Regions from separate parts of the Gossypium hirsutum genome. Here region 2 is linked to region 1. Evidence: chromatin contacts called from public Hi-C data. All regions are on one chromosome and are shown on one strand. Each heading gives the region's core, a stretch centred on a gene start, on an enhancer-like site or on the middle of the called end of the contact. The rest is flanking DNA. Distances are from core to core; before and after follow the strand shown. Region 1 has its middle 11 kb from the start of LOC107892429. Region 2 holds the start of LOC107892437 (apyrase 2-like).

Evidence for each region. Hi-C and Micro-C count contacts between places; a contact is called where the count stands out from the background.
Region 2: a contact with region 1 is called in a Hi-C map of leaf, with 3 times the contacts expected there. The contact joins the promoter of LOC107892437 here to the enhancer-like site in region 1. A contact is called at or near these places in 12 of 34 Hi-C or Micro-C datasets (anther, callus, hypocotyl and 3 more).

Annotation. Positions count from the first base shown.
Region 1 is chrA11:101,230,131-101,237,001 of Gossypium_hirsutum_v2.1, reverse strand. It overlaps the pseudogene LOC107957712. Among protein-coding and RNA genes, the nearest start is that of LOC107892429, 11 kb to the left of the region's middle. Within about 2 kb of position 5,496, at least 5 of the 9 cell types and tissues checked have an H3K27ac peak or open chromatin away from gene starts, as enhancers often do.
Region 2 is chrA11:101,316,997-101,324,706 of Gossypium_hirsutum_v2.1, reverse strand. LOC107892437 (apyrase 2-like) reads left to right here and starts at 3,906. Exons shown (of 9, transcript NM_001326798.1): 1 at 3,906-4,223; 2 at 5,099-5,227; 3 at 5,317-5,373; 4 at 5,460-5,552; 5 at 6,096-6,301; 6 at 6,514-6,605; 7 at 6,865-7,079; 8 at 7,165-7,354; 9 at 7,443-7,552. The coding sequence starts at 3,906. The coding sequence ends at 7,552. LOC107892452 (aquaporin SIP1-2) reads left to right here. Exons shown (of 3, transcript XM_016817537.2): 3 at 1,742-2,086. The coding sequence ends at 1,915.

The DNA.
Region 1 (6,871 bases), core at 4,247-6,746:
ATTAGATTTTTTGATGAATAAAATGGATTTAGAGCTTTGATTGTGTTGTATGATGATTTTATAAAGTGATTTTGTTAAATATTAATTTAGGATTAAATTGTGAAAATGTCAAAATATTAGGGTTTAATAGTGAATTTTTGGTTTATTAGGGGTTTTATGATGTCCTAGAATATTTTGATAGATTATTTAATGAGAAAATTATTTAATTTGATAGATTAACTAATTAAGGGATTAAATTACAAAAATTGTAAAATTTTTAGGTAATTATGTAAATTCAAAAAATAAAAGGGTATTAATTGTAAAATGAATTGGAAATGGAATATAAGCTAATAAATGAATAATTTTATATTTTAGATCAAGATCTCGTAGATACTTGTGAAAAAGGAAAAATAGCGGAATAGTCCCTAAACTTCTACAATTACTACAATTCAATCCAGGAAAGTTCGTACAGTTAAAAATTTAAATTTTTTATAAATTGATGATTGATATTATGTGTATATATATTCTATTATTGAAAATAATTTATTGTTTAAATTATAATATTGAATTTTGATATTTGGTCTGAATTGAACGTGAAATTTGAGTACATTCGTGTTTTGATGTATGATGGTATTGGAGGGAGATATCAACATTTTACCCAAGTAAACCGGGGTTTAACATTTCTTGCGAACTCTCGTGTTTTACTTCTGTTTGGCGTGACTGGGTGGATCAGCTCTTACGAGCTTTTGTTCAGCTCTTATGAGCTTCTATTCAGCTTTCGAGCTTCTGTTGGCGTATTTGGGAGGACTAGCCCTTATGAGCTTCTGTTGACAATGTATTCTTATCCGTAAGTCATTCTTCGAATGGAAAAATTTCGGTAAAGTGATTTATTAAATGAATTTGAAAGACATGTTATTCATTTTTATATTGATTTAAATACGGATGTATTTATCAATAGAAGTTATGAATGACAAAAAAATGTTAGTGAATAACAGGGAATTGACATGAATGATTTTATTTATTTGACTTGTTATAGTAGGTCCGGTAAGATTTTGTTTAACCCGTCGAACTTACTAAGCTTTTTGTTTACCCCATTGAACTTGCTAAACTTCATTAAGCTTATATGTGTTGTTTAATGTCTTTGTAGATTTATGGAAGGTTGGACGATCAGATTAGCACTCAAGTCACACTATCTAGCTTATCTCAGTAGTTTTTGAAATGTTAAATACAGTTTATATGGCATGTATAGGCTTTTGTTCGATTTTGGTCAAAATTTATCTTATTAAAATATTATGAATAATATTTTGTTTATATAATCAACTTACATATTAGTATGAGATTAATGTATAATTGTGATGTTAATATAAGTGATATATGTATGTATGTATTTGAAATATAGTGAACTTTGGTAACTTGGTTAGGTAAATTAAATAGGTAAGTTTGGATATTGGTGGACATATTTTCAAATTGTCATTAGAGGTACCTATGGGTATATTGGTTGTATGTGATAAAAATTCATGTTTAAAACTTGATTTTAGCTTGTGTTGAATGCCTTGTCATGGCTTGTTGATGTGTAAATTATTGAGGCTAGGTTGGTATGAGAAATATAGCATAGAAAATCGTCTATTTTCGTCCACACGGGTAAAGACACGAGTGTGTATCTCAACCGTGGCAAGGTGGCGCGGGCTTGTGTCCTTGTATCTTTTAAAAATGCAAGTCAGTATGCTCACACGGCCTAGCACATGGGCATGTGACTTGGCCTTGTGACCCAAATTAGAGAGTTACACAGGTATAGACACATCCGTGTGTCCCTATTTCGAATGCCCACACGGCCGTGTGTCCCCTGCAGCTTTGAAAATTTTCAATATTTTTCAAAAAATTCTTTGAGTACCCGATTTAGTCCCGACTTGTTTCTAACAAGTATTCTGGGCTTTGAGGTTTCGTATAAGGGACAATATGTTTGATTTCGATTGGTTTCTAACATGAATGTGATATTATATGAAATATCTGTTTATTGATCTGTAAACTCTGGTAATGTTCTATAACATTGTTCCAGCGATGGATACAGGTTAGGGGTGTTACACTTCATGTGGGCTAATTTAGGCTTCTTATGGGGGTCCAATTATATACTCAACAGTTTATAATTTAATCCAACCCAATACTTATTTTCCATTTCGCAAAATAAATATTATTCAATCAATTAATTTAATTAACTAAATTAATTTCTCAATTAAATAATTTTCTCAACCAAATTCTAATTCCATTAAAGTCATTACAACTTTATTGTAATAAAATTTATGAGGAAATATTTTTAATTTCCTTATTCAAAAAATATCATAATGACTAATTAATTTAATTTCATATTCGAACTCCAATTATTTAATTAAAATTAATTAAATAATGATTCAAAGAACCTTAATTAATTCTCTAATCATTTCTGTAATTAGCGAGAAAATGGATCCATTGTGGATAGTGATTTGTGTGATCTATTTTTTGTTAGTTTATCGTTTTTATTTATTTCCATTTGATTCGTGTGATCTATTTTTGTTACTTTATCATTTTTATTCATTGGTTCTACATGCAATTCACATTTGGTTATTTCGAGGTAGCAGAGGGATTGACTAGACATAGATAATTAAAGCTCAAATAAATTATAATTAAGTTTCGACTTTTTGCCTATTAATTATAAACTTATTTAGTCACAAAGTCATTCCACTAAAGTATCATGACTAAACTTTCTCTTATTATATATTATTACGAAAGGTACTTAATAAACGCTCGTCCAATGATATTGTCATAAGTGTTTTACCTTAATAGGATATCCTTAATCTTTTTTGGATAAATTCATTCTCCTAATATGATCCTATTTATCTCGTGGTAGCCATTACATATTCCTTCATGAAAAGTCAACTATTATCAAATAGTAATCAAATCATTTATCACAAAGGCAAATGACCCATGATTACGTTTAATTTTCATCTATCATGTAATGCTGATGAGAGAATATTATTTACCCTTTCATTGGGTTATGAACTCCACTGTTTTGAAATGATGCTACATGCTGTAAAAGTCATATACCTAATGTACCAGCTTTTGAATCCTAATTTATTTGAACTTAGACGTTCATTTACATCAAAGTATACGAGTAACGCATACATAGTCTATCATCCACTCATGACTAATGCATGTCACATTATGAACGACATAAGAGAATGAATCCATAAATGAATCTAGGATTTCTTTTACTTAGGTCTTGTCCGATGTACTATCAGTCTAGTTAATCATATTTATATATTTATCTTTTAAGAGTCATATACTCTGATACACAAGAAAATGTATCTCCCCAATGGAACTCGATAGATGACATATTAATCTTTCAATTAGTTTGCTTGTTTCCGATTAGACTAAGGAAATGCTTAGATTATCTACTAATACAAGTTGCCTTTCTGTGTATTATGATCCGGCCACGTAATATTGCTTAGTAACAATTAAACGCTAGATAATGGTGAGCTAATAGTTGCTTTTATTTTGCTTTGTGTGCAAAAACCATTTAGGACAATATAAAAATAATATTAATATAATTAATGGTTATTTCATTAAACCAATTTGTTCGAAAAATACAAGTATACATAAAAAAATACTACACTGAACACACTAGATTCAACATTTTTCTATTTTTTTCTCTTCAAATCTTCCAAATCGGGCTATTGTGGTAGCTGACCTTTTCACTGTCGGTGATTGGCTACCTCTCCCTATTTCTTTTTACCCTTCTCGTCTCTTCAATATTTTCCTTCCCTTCTCACTAGCATAATAACCTTCCTTCTTTAAGGAACAATATGGAAGTGACTCTAAAGGTGACTTCGATGGTGAGAGCGTTTGGAAGCCTAGTGAGATCATGCGACGTTCCCACTCATAAGGAGCTTGACTGAGCCTTGTGGCTTGTCTCCTCCATCCTTCATTGTTGGACATGTTTTTGAGAAGGGTCAATGTTGAGTAGAGGCACTGAAAGTTTCTGCAACGAATGGACTTTGTAGCGGTCTAGGGTGGTGCATAGATGCAACACTATTTTGACAGCCATTCGTTTTTCCTTCCCTATTTCTATTTCCTTTTTGTCTTTTTCTATTCTTTTCCTATTTGGTTTGGTTGCTGGAGTCACTGGATCCCACCTCATCGCGTCTGATTAGGATCATTCTCCAGATCTCAACGTTCTTCAGAGCTATTTTAGCACCTTTAGGATATTGAGATCTTTAAAGTGTAACAATGGCTAGAGGGAGATCAATGGTTGAATTATCTTCGACTTTGAAAATAAGGAATTTAAAGATACTAGATGGTATTTGTAATGATATGTTGTATTTTGTTTTTTTGTTTTGTTTTTGTAAGTTTAGTTTTGTCCATATTTTTATTTTGATTAAAGAAGATTATACTTTATAAATCAACATAACAATTTGACATAAAAGATGCCTAGTTCCTGGTAGCGAAGTTTCAAATACCTACGAATCTCTGCTTTTTGAATATTTCAACTGCGCTCACATAGATCCTTCATATTTCGAACCAAAGCCAGATTATTAGAGTAAGCCATACCATCCTTCGCTAATTCAACAATCTGGAGATGGTCACATTCTTCTAATGCTTTATTTTTCTTATATAAAATTATATCTTTAGCTAATCACCAGTAATTATATTTTTAATTATTTGACTTTTTTAAACAATAAAACATTACTATTTACTAACATTATTACTTCCTAAAAAAACTACATTATTTTAAGTATTTAAAAATTGCATCCTAAGAATTCCTTTAATAAGTTTAGGAGTTGTATAAAAAAAGTTAGGTTAAAACATGCTCCAAATTTTTGTATTTTTTTTGTACATTTAAATTTTTGTTTTTACTTTTTAGATTTCAACATTTAAGTCCAATTGTTAAACCTATTAAAATCTTATTAATTTTATTGATGAAACATTTTAAAATAAAAAAAATAATACTCACTTAATAATGAATTTGAATTTAATAAAAAAAATATTAAGTGTGTCAACATTTGAACTTGCATTTTTTAAATTTGTAAAGTAAATAGGCTAAATTCATTGAGATAAAAGTAGAGAGACTAAATTTCAAATGTACAAAAACTATATGGACCTAGAACATATTTTAACCAAATATTTAAAATTGTAGACGACTTTAACATTTATTAGGGAAAACATGAACGAATACCTTGGCCCGGGTGTCGACATGTGAGTCCTCATCTAAGAATATATGATAAAAACCGATTTTTATTTCACTTCCGGAGTTAAATTGTTTAAACAGTCAGTACAAATATATTGTTCTCATCTTTTACTCACTGACTTGGCAGTTTTCTTTTTGTTCAGTCATTTCGTCAAACACTTCCTATGCAATCTAGAAATGCGGGAATCAGGTTTACAAGATAAAAGATTTATGCTGTTTCAGTTCGGCAAATACCCGCTTGAAACCACTCAGTCTCAAACTCCCATCTTTGAAACACTGTGGAACAACAAAGAGAACGATAGTTGTAACCAACTCTTTGAAGTTTCGCTCCCCGTTTCTGTTAGCTTTCTATTCCTACTTCAAGTATTGATTTCACAAGTGAACCAAAGGTTTAGACATTTGATGGAAATAGTGATAATCATAATGATGATGGTTGATGATTTTGATGGCAATCGCTTAAATGTATTGAGTTTAAGCAATAAACGTGTAGTTCAGGACGTTAAGAAACTTATGGACATGATACGTGGAACAGGTAGATGTTGAAACAGCAATGGGGTGTAAGGTTTCCTCTGAGTTGGCGGTGGAGGTGTTTTCTTGGGTTCTGAAGGATTGGGAAGTGTTGTTTACATTGTTTTTATTGGCTGGGAAACAGCCGGATTATGCTCAGTCATTGCGTGAACATCATTCAATGATTTCTATTATTGGGAAAATGAGGAAGCTTGATACTGCATCAGCATTTGTTGATGAAATGAGAGAGAAAAGGGTGAGAAGGCCCTGTTCTTGCGACACTCGACTCTCTTGAGTTTAGCCATCTGATGTTTTGTAACAAGGATGCCTTCCCGTTTGATACCTTAAGTTTTAATATCATATTGAAGTATTGAATAGATGATATGGCTGGTAGTCCAGATGAGGCAGAGATGGTTGGGAAGGAGATGAGCAAGAGAGGTGTTTAACATGATGGTGATTCATAAAAAAGTGTCATATCCTGCTACTCAAAAGCTTGTGATCTTAACAAGGTACTTGAGCTCTTCAGCCACATGAAATGAATGGGGGTTGAACCAGATAGGAAGGTTTACAATGCGGTAATCCAGTCACATGCAAATGCCAGGCATGTATAAGAAGCTATTAGTCTCCTGAAATCTGTGCAAGATAAGGGTATTTTCCAACTGTTGATACTTTTAATTCACTGATTAAGCCTCTACGCAAAGCCCCAAAGATAGACAATGCTAGGCAGGTCTTTGACAAGATGTTGAAGGGTGACCTCTAACCTACAATTCTGACTTATTGTGCTTTCTTTTGTATTGTAAGAAATAAGGAAGAAGTGTTTGAGCTCTTTGAGAAGATGAAACAGATGGGATGTCAACCAACCAATGATACCTATATCATGATGATAGAATGTTTAGTCAATGGTGCCACTTTGATAATGTCTTCAGGTAATGGAATGAAATGACTGAAAAGGGGGGGTTGGCGGCGATGGTTGTAGCTTACATATCGTGTTGATTCATGGGCTAATTTTAAATGGAAAGCTGGATGAAGCATACAGGTTCATGGAGATGAAGGAAAAAGTAAAAACAGTTACTGCCTGAACTAAAGATAGATGAGGCTTAATGCTTAAGTTTCTGGTAAGCCATTTGCAGAGCAAAAGATGGTTGATTTTAAGAGCAATCAATTGTA
Region 2 (7,710 bases), core at 2,657-5,156, 89 kb before region 1:
AAAGGGTTCTTGCGCATCTATGGTCCAAACCATAGAGTTTAGTATCCTTCGAATGCCTTCCACAAATGGTTAGGCTTTTCCTACTCTATTTGATAATATCTCAAGCCTTTCCTATCAAGTGAAAAGCGGCTAGACTCACTTTGTCTATTTTGACTATCTTTTGATTTGCAAAGAATTTTCCACATTAGTGCAACCAAATTAGAGGGTTCTCTTCTCATTAGAAGTTGGGAAATCCAACTTTGTGCATCGTTGAACCACAAAAAATCTTGTCGTTGTCTCTGATCAGTTTTCCAGCTTCTCTAGTTGACTCTCAGGTTTGTCAACACTGCTATAAATCATCAAATCTCTCATCTGCAGCATGAGCTGATCAATCTTCGATTCTATTCTTGCTTTAAACGACTCAAACTCCTCTTTGGTAATGGAATCACCTATTGTTTCTAGCTCTGATACCAAATTGTTATGGTCCCTACTAATGGGTCTTGTCACCAGAAGATTCACAAGCAAATCATTTATCATTTTAGGGTTTTTTTCCTCTTCCTCCCGAATGACCTATGATGAACAAGTGGAACTTGTCGAAGGGAATTCCAAACCTTAAGACTTGTTAGAGAGAATCTTAAATCTCGTAAAATTTGTTTAATCTAACCTAATTTTATTGATATCAATTGGCCTCTTAAATAGAGGTTACATAGGTTTACTTATTCAAGTAAAAACTTATAAGCTAAGGAAGCTAAAACAAAGACTCTAAATAAAGAATAACTCTTAATATCTCTTATTTTTAATTGAAAAGAAAATCTCTTAAACATAGAAAATATTCATAAATAAAATCTCCTAATACTTGTAATAAAATAATAAACTAATCTATGTATGAGGTTCCTTCTACTGAACTTGGTGTTTGTGATTCATTCTTGGAAAGCTAGTCTCCTTTAGTTTTTATTGCACCATAGACAATCTCCGTGATAATTAATGTAGGATTAGAGTCATTGTTAGAAGTTGTGTGACCCAAATTCCTATTAAAATAAAATACAAGTGGCAAGGTTCGGTACAGACTGCACAAGTGAAATCCGTATATTATTTGATGTTGATTAGAATAAGGTGTTTTAATCTTGCTGTATTTAGAATCAAGTGTCTGCTATTTTCTCAGTCATAGTGATTTGAAGTCCTACTAATGTTGTTATTTGATTTGTGTATAAGCAATTGCCATTCTCCATATACTCTTTCAAGCATGACAGTTAATGTGTACCGGTCTTTCTATTCAATTGCATGTGCTGGTAGATTTATGTATAAAGCAAATAGATTAGACTCTTTTTTGTGGCTTTCTTTTTTATTTGCCTTAAATCTTAATCCTTTTTGCTGACTTCAGACTTTATTTTACCCTTTTGTTATTGCATCTTTGACTTGAGTACTAATTACACTTTCTATCCAATAAAGTTATTCTCTAATGTAATTTATGTATACTATCATGTTACTAGGACTTGGGTGTGAGTATCCAAACGTTATGTTTGATTTTCTTCAGTTTTAGAGGGTCATATCTCCCATACTCATATTCGGATACTATTTGGGCTTGAATATTTCAAGGAAAATGAAAAGTCATAACTTAAGTATGCATTTTCCTACTTTTCAATGATTTTATAGATTTTATAGTTCATAACTGATTACGTCCTACTTTTCTTATCGAAAAAGTAATGATTTCTTACTGGTGAAGACATCATTTAAAGCTTAGTAATGGTGAATCATGTTGCAGGCCTTTGGTTGGGCATATGTAAACAATTGGCACAACACATGGGATCAGTTTTATGTTTACTGGATCTGTCCATTCATCGGAGCTATATTAGCAGCATGGGTGTTCCGACTTTTCTTCCCCCCACTGCCGCCAGTGAAGAAAGCAAAGAAAACAAGGAAACCAAAGAGAGCGTAAGGTGGCATAACAAAGTTTGCATGGCTGCCATAACGACAATAGATAAGCCCAATGTTTATGCAAAGAACATTTTATGTATTTTTGTTCTTTTTCCAATTGTTCAATTCCGATGGCATCCATTTATCTCCAACATTTCTATGGATTATATGGAGAAAACATTCTTCTCGTGTACTATCTTTTTCTGCTTTCTTATGTTTGGTTGGATCCATATGTTAAACGTAGCGGATTGAATGCATGCTCATGCATCATACACAACTTATCCAAGTATTGCATGCATTGTTTTTTGGAATTAATATAACCCTGACATCGGTGGTAGAGTGAGAAATTTTGTTGGGTTGAAATTAAATTATATATATATTTTATAATAAAAATATAATTTTATCATTTTAATAGTCTATATCTTTATAATTTTTAAAAGATTAAAATAAATTTTTATCATTTTTTGAGAATTAAAGTATAATTGTGTTTTCCAGCCACTGCCTAGCGTTTCTCATGTAAATTGTTTGATTCTATTCATAAAATATTGCAGGCATCAAGAAGTTTGGTTATCTTATATACGAATTTCAGAGTTAATGTTTTGTGGCTTCTTATTTCCTGATATTTGATTTTTTACGCACGATTAATATTTAATTATGATTAAAGATGTTTAAATGATTAATTTCAAAAATTATTTTTAAAATTTATTATGCAATCAAATAAATCTGGTTAAATTTGTATAGGTTTCTTACATACAAGTAAGAAGAAAAAATTACTGTAAGAGCTTAAACTCGTTAACGCATATATGGCTTAAAATTATTAAAAAATATATTAAATATTCAATAAGTGGTTCGATATATTGGTAAGATATATTGTATTCTTAAGAAAAGAATGTAAGTTCGAATATTAAAGATAATATTACTAAAAGAAACAATCATAAAATCTGAACTTATTATGATAAAAAATTTAAGCTCAAGAATATTTATAAATTAATTAATTAATTTTTTATGTATTGAGTTTTTATAATATATAATATATTGGATCTGTATTTAAAGTGGAGATATATATTATATTGTATTATTAATTTTGATTGATTAATTAATTAATTCAGTATAAAAATGAAATATCAAAAATAAATACAAGTGTTTGTGTAAACCAAAACAAGCATTTCCTTTGGCGTCACCTGATAATATTATACTACTAATTACAGAAAAAATAAATTCTTTACCGACAAAAATATTTAACCAAAAAAAGAGACATTTCAGTTTTCATTACCATTTTAAAATTTCATTTTATGGAAATTCAGTTTCTATGGTATAAATATCGTAAATATAAAAATAATACATTCTATTAAAAACATAAATTTGAAATATAAAACAAGCAATAGTGTTAAAACACTGAAATATGTCTCTCTTTTTTTTTTTATTTTGAAAATTTCCAATATTGTCTAAATTCAACTTCTAAATTCTTTTTATTTCATATAGAACAAAAATAGATGTATTTATTTTTAACACATGCGGTGATTGATATACGGCTGGGCCTGGATCTAGCTTAGCAAATAATGAATCCTCCTCTTTACGTTTAATTTCTCCCTCCCTCCCTCCCTCCCTAATCTCTCGCCGTCCCTTTCCTTCCCCTCCCTTCCTCCCAAAGTCACTATCACTACATTAGCTCCTTTCTTTTCTTTTCTTTCTCATTCCCATTCCCGCCCCCCCTTTTTTTTTTCTTTTTTTTCTTTTTTTTTCCCATGTGATCCACATTTCTTTTCCTCTTCCAATCCTTTCAATATCAATAACTTATTTGATCGGCTAATTCTTTTTTTTTTTTCATTTCATTATAAATTTGAAAATACCCCCAATCCAGAAAACTGGAAGATCTGGAGTCATTACCGACTTCTTCCGGGAACGGAAAGATCCGGTACAGAACACCATCCTCGGCCGAGTTATTCGAGTCCTTTGCAAACGGAGGCGCAATATCCCCCACCGGAAACGGGACCACGGATCACCCTGAAAAGATGAAGCGTTCATTGGCGAGACACGACTCCATCTCCGACCAGATCCATAGATATCGAGGCGTTTTGCTGGTGATCGCCATCCCTATCTTGCTCGTAACCTTTGTTTTGTATGTCATGCCGGGGAAATCTTCTACGGATACGGCCGTGATGGAGGAGATCGAGATCAATAGCAGGAAAGTGGGGGCGAATTCGAGAGGGAATAGGAATTATGCGGTGATTTTTGATGCGGGGAGTTCCGGGAGTCGAGTTCATGTTTATTGTTTTGATCAGAATTTGGATCTTGTTCCAATTGGCTCTGAATTAGAGCTTTTTGAACAGGTAAATTATTTTCCTATAATTCTACAATATTTTTTAAAGCTGAAAAATATATTGGCCTGTAATGCAGGTTTACAAAACGATAATTTGAGTGCTAATGTAATTGTAGTATTTTGTTGATAGATTTGCTAGGAATTAGAGCCTTTTGAACTGCCAATCTTTTTCAAAATATATATTCTGGCCAGATTTTACGTTTTTAATTATTCCTTTTAGTTTTTAAGAAACGCAAATTACTTATTCATTTAGAATGTGGATTAACGTAAGGGGGAATTTTATTATCATTTGTTTTTCTCTTTAATCGTTTTGGTGACATTATTTATATATTTAATGTTGAATTTGTTCGAATCTTTTAAGTAGGATTTGATTTTCTATGTTCTAATTATATGTTTAAATTTAGAAGCGAAAGATTAAAATTTGGAATTTTGAGAGTAAAATAAAGCTTTGAAATGATAATTCAAGTGCTTTAATTATGTTAGTGGATTTTATTTAATATATACTGTTATTTTTTACCACAATTTTTGTTGTCATTTAGAAATGAATTAGATTCCTAGGGATTGACTTCCAGGATATAAATATATTGTTAAATCTGGAGTTTTAGTGAAAATGCACCTTTAAAGTAATACTTTTTGTTGCATGTGTTCTTTTTAGCTTTTTTAAGAAGAAAATGTACTTTACGGGCATATTTTAATGTAAAATCTGAATTTGCATGCTTTAAAAGAGGATTTTACTATTGGGACTAAAGGAGAATTTTCTAGCATCAGTTAGTTGGTATTTTTAAAATTTCCATTTATTTGTATGTTCTAGACGAAGCTTTTTCTTGAATCTCTGCGATTGTATTCCATGCATTAATTGATTTTATGTGGTTTGTTTTGTTGCAGCTTAAACCGGGTTTGAGCTCCTATGCAAAAGATCCACAGGCTGCAGCGAAGTCTTTACTTTCTCTTCTAGACAAGGCAGAAAGTGTTGTGCCACTAGATTTGCGATCAAAAACTCCTGTTAGAGTTGGGGTTGGTATACTTAGATCCTTCAGTCATGCGTATTTTTGAATTCTAAGTCCTTTGAATTGCTGAAGACTGGTACTTTAAATGTTGCGTAGGCAACTGCAGGTCTGAGGGCACTAGAAGGAGATGCAGCTGACAGAATTTTGCAAGCGGTAATTCTATATTTGGAAGCATTTGGTCTATGTTCACGTTATTTGTCCATTTCCTCATGCGAATGACTTTTTAAATACTTATATAGGTTAGAGAACTTCTGAAAGATAGAAGTACCCTCAAATCTGAGGCAAACGGTGTTAAGATTCTGGATGGCACCCAAGAAGGTTCTTATGAGTGGGTATGTTTTGCTGAATTTCTTTACTTTTATACTTTGCTTTTATTTTGAGCTTAAAGTAATTTTCCTTAACAAGATTGATTGTAGGGAAAATATGTCAAGTGTGCTGTACAATGCATTTTGTTGCATGCTTGATCAGGCTCCCTTTTGTTGTGGTAGATTGTCATCAAATTTCACTTTATTCCTATAAATATTTTCCTAGAGGACGCTTTTACATGCTATAGCTGGTCAGCATTTATCAGTCTTACTCAAGATGATTATATGATGATAGTCAATTCGAAGGGGAGATCCTTGAGGTCTTCTCTGTGGTAACAAACAAGAATGCTCTAAAGGTTGGGTGATATAGATATATAAATGGACACATACATGGCTATAGTTTGTGGTTTTTTCCGTATGAGCAAATATTTACATTTTGTAATGAAGCTAGACTCTTCTTTATCTATAGGGAGGAACAACCAGTCAAAGATCTGGATCCACTGCAAACTTTCCTACTGGTTGAAACTGTGACCTCATTCTGAGTTTCTTAACTGCCACCTTCTATTTCAGGTTACAATAAATTACCTATTGGGGAAGTTGGGAGGGACATACAAAGACACAGTTGGCATAATTGATCTTGGTGGCGGATCTGTGCAAATGGCTTATGCCATCTCCAAGGAAGCTGCTTCAAATGCTCCAAGTGTACCAGCAGGACAGGACAATTATGTAAATGAAATGTATCTGAAGGGATCAAAATATTACCTCTATGTTCACAGGTTTCTCTCTTTCATTTTGATAAGTTGGTTTTATGATTCTATTAATGATTTGAAATGGAGAAAAAGGAGATTTTATGGTTGTGATTCCAACAGCAATCAATTTTATCAGACATGTTTTTTTCAGTCATTTGTATAGCTCTGTAGAATAATGAAACCATTATATTTTAATTATAAGCTTTTGTTAAATATTCTTTTGGATTTTTTGCATACAGTTATTTGTGCTATGGCCTATTGGCAGCTCGAGCAGAAATTTTGAAGGCATCTGATGATTCTGGCAACCCTTGCATCTTGGAGGGTTTTGATGGTATGTCTTGATTTGTTTAACAGTGACGTAAAACTATTCAGTAGCTAAAATTTTTTTAATGCTTTGATCACTGGAAATGTAATCTTGGCTGCCAGCTTCCTACTTGGAACATTAAATTATCTCTCTATTCCTGAATTTTGAAATGCTTTGAATGATGTAGTAGTTTTGAGTTGTTTGGAGTTATAGCATTTTTTGTTCTATGGTTGACCGATTTGTGACATTTGAAGTACTAAACATGTTCGGCAAAAATATTTACAAGGTACTTATACATATGGAGGAAATCAGTATAAAGCATCAGCTCCTTCATCGGGTGCAAGCATGGAAGAATGCAGGAGGGTGACTCACAAGGCTCTTAAAATAAATGACACATGCATGCATATGAAGTGCACATTTGGTGGTATATGGAATGGGGGAGGCGGAGATGGACAGAAGAATTTGTTTATTGCTTCGTTCTTCTTTGACAGGGCTGCTGAGGTATTGCTCATTAAGAATCATATTGCCTGAAACAAACTATGGAATAAACTGATTTGCCATTCTAACTAAATGTTCATGAATACAGGCTGGTTTTATCAAAGCTGCTGATCCAGTTGCAACAGTTCAGCCTCATTCTTTTGCAGAAGCTGCTAAACGAGCTTGTGGAACCAAGTACACAGATATTAAAGCAACATACCCAGCTGTGGATGTGGGTAACCAGGCTTATCTATGCTTGGATCTAGTTTATCAGTACACCCTGCTCGTAGATGGATTCGGTAAGCCTATACTTGATCATTTTCAGTTATACAATTTCATAGTTGCAGAATGCAGATCCTATAAAGAGTGGAATCTTTTCATGGACAGGCCTTGATCCCTACCAAGACATTACATTGGTAAAGAAAGTGAAATTTCGCAATTCCTTTGTTGAAGCTGCTTGGCCACTAGGCAGTGCCATCGAGGCTGTATCATCTTGAAGTAAAGTTCCAGGTAATGCACAGCTTTAATCACTCCCTGGATATTTCCATGGTCAGTGGATCTAAAGCATCTGCATTTCTTAATTCAAACCAGTGGATGAAAATAACGTGCAGATGTAGGCAGCATGTTCAAGCTTGAAATCAGATTTTGGTGGGAA